Linked DNA regions of Pan troglodytes: region 1 is linked to region 2. A link is a contact called in public Hi-C data. All regions are on one chromosome and are shown on one strand. The core of a region is the stretch at or near the end of the contact, and the rest is flanking DNA. Distances in the headings are between cores, read along the strand shown.

Region 1 (5,699 bases), core at 1,476-3,975, 580 kb after region 2:
CAGCCTGGGGAGTTCAAACTTGGTTTTGAGGCAATGGGATGTCATGAAAAGCTTAAGTGATTTTGGGGACTCCTAGTTTGTTTTGATAACATTTAATATTCTCAAAATCATTAATAATTTGATAACTTCAGGCATGGCTGATTTAATTTTTAAACTATGAAAATATGAAGTATGGAATTATGATTCTTATGGTAAAAAAGTTCAACGTGTACCTAAGAGCATACAATTTTAATTTCCCTTTTCCTACAACTTTTAATCCTACCTTTTACATTTATTTATTTATTTATTCTTAAATATAGACAAGGTCTTGCGATGTTGCTTAAGTCAGTACAGAACTCCTGGGCTCAAGTGGTCTTCCTGCCTGGGCCTCCTGAGTAGCTGGGATTATAGGCCTGAGTTACCATGCCCGGCTGTCTGTCCTACTTTTGAGCAGTAAATTGGTTTCTGTAGCTGTCTAATGCTTAAACTTTCCTGTGCGTTCAAATGTGTATTTCTGTCTTAATGTAGGTAAGGTCATACTCTGTGTACTCCAACTTGCTACCCCCGCCCCCAGTATATACTTTATTTTGCTTATTTTTACAGTGTAAGAGTTACTCTCTTAAAGCTTAATTGTCATTCGTCATTGCCTTGTATAGAACCAAGGCATCTTGGACCGTGTACCAAATCCCATAAGACCTGGCCAGAACAGGGCCACGCCGTCCATACCTCCTTATCTTGTGCTTTGCTGCCACTTCCTTACTGTGTTTCAGCTTTAGCTGCCTGATATTCTTTCCCTATTAAATTGCTTCCTCATCTAGGATTTTTATATGTGTGGTTCCCTCTGTCTAATGTTCTTTCTCCCTGATCTTTCCATGGTAGCTAGCTGTTTATGTTTATGTGTGTGTGTGTGTGTGTGTGTGTGTGTGTGTGTGTGTGTGTGTGGTTTTAGAGACGGAGTCTCACTTTATTTCCCAGGCAGGAGTGCAGTGGCGCCATCATGGCTCACTACAGCTCTGACCTCCTGGGCTCATGCAATCCTCCTGCCTCAGCCTCCCAAGTAGCTGGGACTACAGGTCCCACCACCACACCCAGTAATTTTTGTATTTTTTTGTAGGGATAGAGATCTTGCCATGTTGCCCAGGCTAGTCTCAAACTCCTACCCTCAAGTGATCCTCCCATCTTGGCCTCCCAAAGTGCTGGGATTACAGGTGTGAGCCACTGTGCTTGGCCTGGCTAGATGTCTTTATCCTTAGGTTAAATATTTTACTCCAGAAGGGCCCTTTCTGAGCAGCCTGTCTGAAAGAAGTTCTCCCTAGTATTCTTGCCTGAGTACTCTGTTTCTATGTAACATTTATTTTAGTTATCAATTGATTTGTTTATTTTCTGTTTCTCTCATTAGTTTGTAATAAGCTCCATGAAGGCAGAAGATGTATTTCATGTAGTGTTGCTGGGCAGATAGTTATTGAATTAATGTATAAGTGGTTGAATAAGAACATATAGATCAACTGCATTCTTTTTAAAGGCTAATATTTCATTTTATGGATGTACCAGTCCTTTGTTGAAGGCTTACTAAATTGTTTTTCAGAATTTTTTTCTTATTAAAACACCACCAACGAATTCAAAATAATGAATTTCTTTGTATGTCTCTCTGTGTTCACTCATGTGGGTATATCTGTAGGATGACTTCCCAGGAGTAAAATTTCAGAACAAAAGATAACGTGTCCTCAAACTTTCGGTAGAGACTGACAATTTCTTTTTAAAAAGATTATCCCATTTTCTATGACACCAGTAATATGAGAAGTATTTAACTTTGTCATCCTGGCCATTATCAGATTTTAATTTGCTAGAGGAAAAGTGAGATCTCATTGTTTTAATTTGTATTTCTGTAATTAGGAGCAAGGCTGAGCACAGATATTGTGCTTCTGGAACTGTTTTTCTGTGAGCTTTTAATTTAATCTTTTGTGATGATTGTTGGTCCTTTTTTTAGTTGATTCAGAGTTTGATTAAAATTTTTTAAACTTATGATGTTATAGGCAACCTTTACAGTGTGATGTCACTTAGTGCCATTGAATTTGGAGCTATATAGGGCTTTTTATCTCTTCGAAAGTAATTTTGTAGAGCCTGATAATAAAACTTCATGTTCTCAAAGACCATATTGGAGCTGAGTGTATAATATTTAGTAGTTTATTATTGAAACAGTAATAGAGCTTTTAATGTCCAGTGCATAATAGGTCCTCAGTAAAGTATTTTTGGATGAATGAGTGACAAGTGAAAAGTTAATTTTTAAGGCAGCTTGATTTTATTTGAAAGTTCATTTAGAAGAATCTAATTTTCATAGTAAGAAGACTTAGCATGCTGTTGAGTTGAAAGATAAGCTTGCTTTGTGGCATGCTATAGAAGTGTTGGATTTGTGGCAGTGGAATTTTTAATTTGCTGTGTCAGATATAGATATGGCTTTATATATCCATACACACCCAGCTATAACATGTATATTCAAATAAGTGACAAAATATGTCTAATGAATTTTTGAATTACCTTTTAAAACTTGCCTGTTAGTTCTCTCAAGTGATGAACTTTTTACAATAGCAGTTTATTTTCTCTCATCACGTTGGAAAGAAATGTTAAAAGTTTTCTTCTAGGTTTATTATAATCCAGTCTTCATCAGCCATCACTCTTCCTGTATTTTGTTCAAGAGGCACTAATTGTTCGCATTTGGCAGGTTTAACACTTCCTGACAGAGAGGCTATTAAGGGGAAGTATTCTCCAATAACTGTCACTGGCTGGAACAAAGAACCTTCCAACTCAATGTGTGGAAACCACTAACATTCTTAAATGACCCTTTTCATGGATTTTCATCCCTTTAAGCTAAAATTTGGAGAATGTAGGGTCAGCGAAAACAGCAAGGTGTAATAAAGCAGTAAACCTTGATTTTCGAAGGCATAGGGTGGGAGATATAGATTTATCTCTGACTTGAAAACAATTGTTATTTGGAAAATCTCATTAGCAGATGTGACTGCTTGGAGTAAAAAAAAAAACAACTTAAAACTGATGTCGCTTTCAGGACCCCTTTGAACTTAACAAGCACCTATTTGTGGAGCAGACTGGCTAATGAAAGGAAATTAAATTTTTCTGACAACTTCCCCTGCCAACCTCCTTATTCAGGGGATGTTATTAGGTACTGAAGAACTTTAAGGAAGATTTTTATTAGACATAAGTGAACCAGTTATAAACATCCCCCCCGCCCCCTTCTCGGAGGATTCTGACATGGTTGCTCTACATTTTAAATGTATTAGCTTAAAAGCTTAAAAAACACTGGGCTTCACTTCAGCATTTTAGTCATTTTCTAAAAATTCAGTCACACTTACCAGCTGTGGTTTCAAAACAATATTGTCAGTCTTTGTGGTAGTTTAGTTTGTGTCACTGAATTACACAAACACACACGCACACACACACCACACCCACACCCACACACACGAAGGAGGCTTAGATTTCAACATTATCTTTATTGTTATTTGGGGAAATGATTCAGCAGTGTCCTGTGTTGGATGTGTTAGGTGAGGGTTAATGATCAGTGAAATTACTTAGATTCAAGGGAAGTTTTTGTCTTTTCATCTTCTTAGAGGTAGAAGTGGCATTGGTTAATATTTAGCAATAACTAATCCTTAAATGGATAAACTTTTACCCCTTACTGTTTAGGAAGGTATTTTCTTTCTTTTGCTTTTTGGAGTTTTTTCCTCCAGTAGTTGGTTCATTGAAATTAAAGTTTTAATTTATGTAACAAGATACAATTGTAGAGATAAAATATGTACCTGAAAAAAAAAAGAAAGAAACAATAGAAAAGAAAAGGTAATGCAGATTACCAAAAGGATTTTTTGGAACAATTCGTAATTCCTGTAGGTACTGGAAATTAACTTTTATATTTCTGCAAAATTGATCAACTACTCCCAAACAATAGAGAATCAACTCCCCCTGCTGACAGAATCTAGGAAAACATGACACATAATATTGGACAGAAACAAGCTGGCTGCGGACAAGCTTTAATGACCTGATTTATGATTCAGTATTGATTGTAAACATCTAAATTCTGCCATTAAATTCCGGCAACTGCACCAAATCATTGGCAATTCTGGTAGTGCTTCCTGCCAGCTCATTTCAACTGCTTTGAGTTTCTTAATATAATAATGATGAGGTAGAATTTACATTCCACTTATGGTATTAATTTTACATTTCTCTGAATGAAAAGGGTTAGAAGGTAGTAAAATTGAACATTAAATGAATCGGAGGAGACAGTAGTGCAATATATGACTGCCCTAAAGACATTGTGCAATGCCTCATGGGATTAATGTTGAGTCTCATTTCCTGCTTTTACAGGATGCAGAAGAAGCTGTCAGAATTGCAAGGGAAATTGGTAAGTCCTTAAATTAACTTTGGTAGGATTTCTGTGTCTTTCAGCAGATACGGTTGAGTCAACAGGTAATAAGTAATTCCCATAGAGCAAATAATACTTTAATAGTTTTAGATTTTGATTACTTGTTGCTCTGGAAGAATGTATCAGTTGAATTGCCAAATTCTATTATTAAAGGAGACTTTAAAGAGTAATTTGACCTTAACTATACATAGCTCTTTTGTAAGATGAGATCACAGGCTAATTCAAAGAAGGAATTGTCTTAAGAATTCTAAAGATTGGATATAAGTTTAATGTCAATTTATATGTACATAGTTGAATGTGGTTTGTTAAAATTAAGAACATTTGGATTAAAATGAAGATACCATATGTGACATAGTTCTTTAAGTTTTTGCCTTTTGCTAAGATGTTAGGTATCAACTTAATCTTGTTAGATGGGAAAGATAAAATAGATGTGGGAAATTAGAACTGAATGATTTAAATTGGAATAAAAGGTAGACTGGAGGAGTTTTTAATGGCTGTTTTACATGTACTTGTATTTGGGCAGTGTTTCCCAACTTTTTAATTTCTTTTCTTTTTCTTTTTTTTTTTTTTTTAAGATGGAGTTTTGCTGTCATTGCCCAGGCTGGAGTGCAATGGCACGATCTCCGCTCACTGCAACCTCTGCCTTCCAGGTTCAAGTGATTCTCCTGCCTCAGCCTCCCTAGTAGCTGGGATTACAGGTGCCTGCCATCACGCCCAGCTAATTTTTTGTATTTTTAGTAGAGATGGAGTTTCACTATGTTGGCCAGGCTGGTCTCGAACTCCTGACCTCAGGTGATCCACCCGCCTCAGCCTCCCAAAGTGCTGGGATTACAGGCGTGAGCCACCACCCCCGGCTCGCAACTTTTTAATTTTAAAAATATTCTTGGCGGTCATGAGAACTATTTTTGGTATCTGCTAATTGAGAAAATGTGTAAGGGCATGCTATTATATGGATTAACAACATTGTTAAATAACTTTGCAGGTTTAATAATCAAATCAGTAATTGTATACATTTGACAGAAATTTGTACAGATGAGAGAAATTAGGCAATGCTTGTAGGGATCCCAGCGTCTTCTCAGCATTCCTGCACGCCTCAGTCCAAGCATCTCATCGTGCCACACGAACATTTCTGTAGGCCTGTTTTCTCACTAAGATTATTTAGATCTATTTTCTGCCTCTGGAGAGCATTTGATTTGGCAAAGTTCATATAGTTGTGATATGTAGAAATATCTTATTGGTCTGGAAGTGATCACTTGTACTAGTAAGCGTGTTCTTTGCAAATGGGACAGTC
Region 2 (6,010 bases), core at 748-3,247:
GAGTAGGTAATAGAGAAACCTGTTTCTCTCTCAGTCACTCTGAGGGTATGTTTGATAAAGAAATGGAAATTGAGAGGATGAGTTATTAAAAGGATTAATAGGTAACAAATTTTTTTTAAATTTCCATTCAAAATTATGGGTTGGTAAATTGTAAGATACTTAAAATTAATGAGTTGTTTTATCAAATCATTTTCTGTTGTTAGAGAATTTTCAGCAAGCTGAGATTCAAATGCAAAATGTCTTATTGCATACTGCTGGCTCTAGGAAGGAGGAGGGACAGACAGGAAATCATGGTTGATGTTGTTATCTTTACCAAGGTGCATGTGGTGTGAAAGCAAAACCCCATCTTAAATTCATCATCTGTTCTGATGTTGCACAGAAATGAAAATTAATTTCTATATGTCAACTAAAATGGATTCTGCTCCTGCCTGGTTCAATTCTGTCTTAGCTGCGTGGACATCTTGGGGAGCTGCTCTGATGGTACATGCAGACGTGCTTCATCTGTGCACTTCTTAGCTGAGATAACAGTGCTCCGAGCCCCACTGTTAAGGTTAACCTGTATACTGCAGAAGGACAACAGATGGAAATTCTGGTTTGCAGCCACTGCAGAAAAATAAAAACATGTTCCAAAGGGAAAAGGATCTTGTATTTCTGCGTTTGAACCTTTGATCCGCATTCACATCTGAAGGGAGGGCTAAACCTTTTGGTGGAGACACATGGCTTTGCATCTGTGAAAACACAGCTGTATAGAGCAAAACAAAACTAGTGGAAAATACAATGGTTTTGCTGTGTCAGGCTCACCGCTAATGCTTGAATTCTATATAAATATTGTCTTTTGATAGTTCTTTCAAAAATCTTTCTTGACTTTCCATATAATTGTCCAATAATGTTATTCTTTTAAATTCAGATTTGGGGCTTTTTAGGATTAAGGCACAAATGTCTCTTTTCTTTTAAAAAGGCAGTAAAATAAACAGATTGTAGTTAGATCATAATAACATCTAAATTTTGACCTAATTAGAGGGGGAGATGGGGAAAAAATTAAACTCTTTAAAAGAAGATTAAGGTAAAGTTCTAACTTTATCCTTGATTCTGAATTTTTTTTCTTTTTTGGAAATATTGCATACATTTTATATTGCAAGTTACAATGTGAAGGGCCTTTGAAGCACTCTAAAGAGACTTAGCTGCTTTGTTTTGAGCAATTAAGGTTTGTTATTGAGTGAATTAAGCAGCTCTGCTGTGGCTCATCTGTAAATAGTGGTCTTCAGCGAGTTTCTTGATCCGCTTTTCCCAGGAACAGAAGCCAAGTCGGCTTCCTTAGGAGCTGCTCGCCCTGCGTCTCCATGTTTCCTCGCAGTCCGGGGCAGAACCCAAGCCCGTGCCTTCCTCGCCCTGCCTTCGGGGTTTCCTGCTATTGACCTGGCGGGGCGCGCCAGCCCTCCCTGCCCGCTGGTGCCCCGGTCCCTCTCGGCTGCAGCAGTGGGGCACAGGGACGTCATGGACAAAAGACGAGGATGCCAGTTCGATGTGCGAGCAGAAGGCCGCCTGCGTGCGCTCTGCAGAGCAACCGGCCCGGTTTCATAAGGGGCCGCCGGCAGGGGACTGCCATGGCGCCCCCTCCTACCCTTTTTGGCACCAGCAGCTTCATCCGCAGGCCCACTCGGGGTGAATAGTGTGGGGGCTCTCAAGAGAAAGAATTTTAGGTTTGTCGATAGTAATCACCACCTTCAGCGCTCCTCCCACTGCTGGAGAGACCGCGGACCGGGTGACAAGAATTCCAGGCTCCCAGAAAGTTTCTGCTGCAAAGCGCAGGGTCCGCCTCCCACTTCCAGGAGGGACCAGGAGGGAACCATCGCGAAACCCCGAGGCTGCCGGGGACTCTGAGGCGTTTCCTCCGGTGTCCCTCTCCCCCACGCCGGCCTCCCCTCCTTTCAACTCTCTGCGCTTTGAAACCGCGGAGTTGGGGTAGCCAGGCCCTCCAGCCCGGCGACAGGCCTCGGCCACAGGCAGCGGGGCGGGGTGTGGACAGGAACAAGGGGGTGGGGTGGGGAGGAAGCCTCGGGCAGAGCAGGTTCTCTGCGGAGTTTCGGCAGCCGGGTTTATCCATTTTGATTAAAGAAAAGTAAAAAAAAAATCCCCCAAAACCAAACAACAAAAACCCTCTCCCAACCCCCAACCCGCCTTCACAGCTGCATTTTGTTCCTGGGACTGCTGGTGTCACCAGAGCCTCTTTTTTTATGCAATCCTAGACTCCATTGCAAAGGACTTGTAAAGCCTATTAATTTTTCAGGCAAAACAGATCAAGCCTGCCTTTGATGCTGCTGTTTCCTAATTTAGTATTCAAAGGTAAAGAATCCTACTACCGTCTCTTCACTTTTTACATAATTAAAAGAGATTTTTCCCCCAGGGGCAAAGAACTAGTTGCTTAGTATTTTTTGAAGTGAAAGGTCTAACTTTATATCACATCTGTTTTTATGCTCTTTCCTAAACATAACCAATATTTACTCTTTGCTGGTACTTAGTTGCATGCTATTCACCCTTGCATTTTAATTTCTGACAGGGGATTAGTATTCCTCTTCTAAATCATCCTCTAAGCTATGTGTGTGTGTGTGTGTGTGTGTCTGTGTGTGTGTATATATATGCGCGTGTGTGTGTATTTCTCCTCTAACAAACTGAGAGTGCAATTAAAAAAATAAAACTGTAGAATCAGTGATTGCCCTAACTTGTGCATGACTCTTGATTTCACACAGGAGCATTCAAAAGTTCCGTTAAGTGGACTTTCACAGGTTTCCATCTGCTGTGTTTAATAGCAAATTGCGACCCTTCAAACCACTTCAAGGCCTTTTGTGTTCTTATCTGTGCATTTCAATACTTGCTGGGGAAGTGCCTTCAGTTTCACTACATATGCAAAAAGCCAGGCTTGAATTTTTTGACACCCCCTTTTCATTTGTTGGTGGAGTCCTGTTTTCTATTGTTTGCTTGTTGATGTTGGCAAAAGTCATTTATTTAATGATGCCAGGAATACTATGCCCTATTCTTTATTGGCATGAAATCCTAAAACATCCGGGAGTAGTTTAAAAATTAATGCATGCCGTTAAAACTTACATATTGGCATAGTTTTATTTTCCCATCATAAGGTAGATGATATTTTAAAGGTATTATATAGTAATAGTCACCAGAAGCCAATTAAAACCACTAGGATTCTATCAAAAACCTGTTTGGCGGCATAAATAATTGATATGTGGAAATAAAGCAGCATTCTCTGGGCAGGGGCCTGCTGTACAGACCTGGGTGGCGTTAGCAGTCTCTCTTCTGTGAACCAGGGGGCGATTTCTGGGCATAATATCACCTGGATTTAAAAAACTCAATAATAAGGCCACACACGCATTTTTAAAAAAACTTCCCTTGCCTGTGGAGACAAGAGAGGAGATAGCGATGTTATTTTCAGGTGTTTGAGCTTCTTAGAGAAAAAGAAACAAATACCAGACTCCTTAGGAGCTAGGTGCGAATGGAATAAATTGAGGCACTCCAGCGACACATCCAGCTTGTTTTAAATGATGTGATTAAAAAGGACATCTGAGAACAAATTTATGAAGTTGTTATGGCAACTGAAATACTTGGATTGAAATGTGTGTATCTAAAACATGAAAGATTGCAGGAAGCCGGAGAAACAAGCAAAGCATTGTGTTTGGGAAAGGCAATTGAACAGTGGTAGCCAAATATTATTCCTCCGTCGGTCATCCTTCAGGGTAACTGCCTCGGTTTCCACTTTTAAAAACGTGCGGTGATTGATGCTTTCATGGACTGTGTTGCCCCAAGTCCCCAAGCCTTGTACCAGCGTTTGCTCATTGGTCCTTTGACCTGTTGAGAACACAATCTCTGTATTGTGTTCAATGCAGGGATGCATTTAGAGTTGCCCCCGCATCTACCCATCAAGTTTATACTCCTGTGTTCTCATATTAACGTCTGTGTTTGCGAATAGTCTCTCTAGTCTTTCATTCACTAACTCCCCCAGTTCTAACCCACCAATGGCCACCAACAAACAGCCACACTCAAAGGACTCAACATATTTAAATATTCCCTAGAATTCTTTGCTCTGTTCTAAAAGCTATGTATCCCGTCTACATAATTTGATTCTATTCTAATTTCTCATGGTTTTAAAATTTTCCTTACCAGTACTTGTAAGAGTATTGAATAATTGTTTCTTTCAATCACAGGCAAGGATATTTAAAATTAACATGTGGAAATGTGTATTGCAGTGTGTTGAAAAATCAGTACTTGAAGTCACATCTAGAATGCTTCCGATTTTTTCCATCATTAGATTTCAGATACAGTGTCCAAAAAAATTGTTTTTAAAAAATGTTGCTACAAATTTCTTGCAGTATATTTTGGGTTTTTCACTTTAAATGAAAAAATAGTTAAGTGTCAGTTTTAGTGATTTTAGTAGAACATCCCATTAAAAATATGCTATTTTAATTGAAAAAATTTTTTGACAAAACACATTTACACCGAAAAATTCAGACAAAATAATTTCTTCTTTAACAATATTGATTGTTGAATGTTGATTACCAAGTTATTTGGTCTCCTTAATTTTAAGCATAATACTCTTTACTTTGAATAGTCTTAATCCCTAAAGCAAAGCAAAGAGAAAAAAAAAGTAGATGAATTTCCAGAAAATTGTAATTCCCTTAAACCATGAATTAGAACTTTTTACTCTTACTGTAGTTACTCTAGTTTTTTTAGTTAGACATGAGGGTACAATCAAACAGCTTCTTTTTTGTAACAGATTGTTTTCCTACTTCTTGAAAAACTGAGATCAAAACATTTTTCTATTCTGTTGCAAAATTAACTGTTGTTACTCTGTCAGACGAGTTATTCACTCTAAATGTCTTTTTAAACCTGTATATTTATTTTTTATCCCTTTTTGCATATGCACATGGAAGTGATTCCATTTTAATATAACTTTTTTATTTTGAAAACCCATAGGTTGAAGATGATATAATCAGAGTAATAATAAGGATGCTCCAAGTTTATTAAACATAAGAATTTGGGGTCTTTGTTACGGAAATAGATTTCCTTTTTCCTTTCTTTAGTCTTACTGTTTTAAGGACTTTTTTTAAAGTATGATTTTGATGCTTCCAAAGTGGTTGCTATTTTATTTCAGGTGGGTCATTTGATAGTTTGTTGTTGTTTTCAAGGTCTCTAAACAAAGTCTGATGTGTTAACAGTCTTATTAACGATGTTAAAATAGAATTAACAGCTTGTGGATGCCTCCAGAGCACAATAGCCTGTCAGCCTCCCCTGCCCCCTTATAAATTGTGCCCCTGCTGTCATCCCTTTGTTTCAGGCCCAATCAGCAAACTAAACTTTTGTGAAGAGAGAAGGCAGTTCAAGTGTTTCTGCCGCAGCTGAAGGGAGGAGCTAATGTGGAATTTATTGGGAGACCAATCAGTGCTGGAGGGAAGAATGACCCCAAATTGGAAGAAGGACTTTGTTGACCCCCTTGGCTCCCTGACCTTTCCTTGCTATTTTGTCCCTTTAAAGAGGTTTACTTTGGTTGTCGTTTACTTTGTGATGCTTTTAGTAAAAGCCCCAGAAGTTTTAAAAGTTTTGGATTTAAGATCCCTCTCAGCACAGATTTAATTGTGCCGTGTGATTTTGAGTAACTTGAGTAGATGTTAACACTCAGAATTATTTTTTAAAAATCTGACACAAGCTATTAATAATTTTTTAAAGGAGTAGAATTTCATTGATTCTCTTGAGCCAAAATAGATTCTAAATCTCTTCTAGTATCTCTTTCCTGTAGTTACTTTCATAGAGAATCAGATTAGTTACTGATGTTAGACTATTGGTTCTGTTTCGTTGAATTTATGCTTTAAAAAATAGATTTGTGTATTCCAAATCTTTAAAACTTTTTTTTTTTTTTTTGGTCAGGCAGTAATTATAGTGAGTCAGAAACAAATATTTTTAGAGGAACCCTTTTTTTTTTCATTAGTATTAGTAGTAACAAATT

What was found. A called contact is a pair of places that touch in the nucleus more often than the background predicts.
Region 1: a contact with region 2 is called in a Hi-C map of stem cell-derived neural progenitor cells, with 8 times the contacts expected there. The contact joins two enhancer-like sites. A contact is called at or near these places in 3 of 7 Hi-C or Micro-C datasets (induced pluripotent stem cells, lymphocytes and stem cell-derived neural progenitor cells) and 1 of 1 datasets of contacts at active chromatin or transcription factors (stem cell-derived excitatory neurons).

The regions. Positions count from the first base shown.
Region 1 is chr14:105,839,011-105,844,709 of NHGRI_mPanTro3-v2.0_pri, forward strand. It overlaps PCCA (propionyl-CoA carboxylase subunit alpha), which reads left to right. Exons shown (of 24, transcript XM_001149000.7): 8 at 4,351-4,387. Among named protein-coding and RNA genes, the nearest start is that of PCCA, 150 kb to the left of the region's middle. Within about 2 kb of position 2,726, at least 4 of the 24 cell types and tissues checked have an H3K27ac peak or open chromatin away from gene starts, as enhancers often do. A contact at or near this core is called in stem cell-derived neural progenitor cells, where this site is marked.
Region 2 is chr14:105,264,719-105,270,728 of NHGRI_mPanTro3-v2.0_pri, forward strand. The region is part of intron 1 of CLYBL (citramalyl-CoA lyase); the gene reads left to right. Among named protein-coding and RNA genes, the nearest start is that of CLYBL, 53 kb to the left of the region's middle. Within about 2 kb of position 1,998, at least 15 of the 24 cell types and tissues checked have an H3K27ac peak or open chromatin away from gene starts, as enhancers often do. A contact at or near this core is called in stem cell-derived neural progenitor cells, where this site is marked.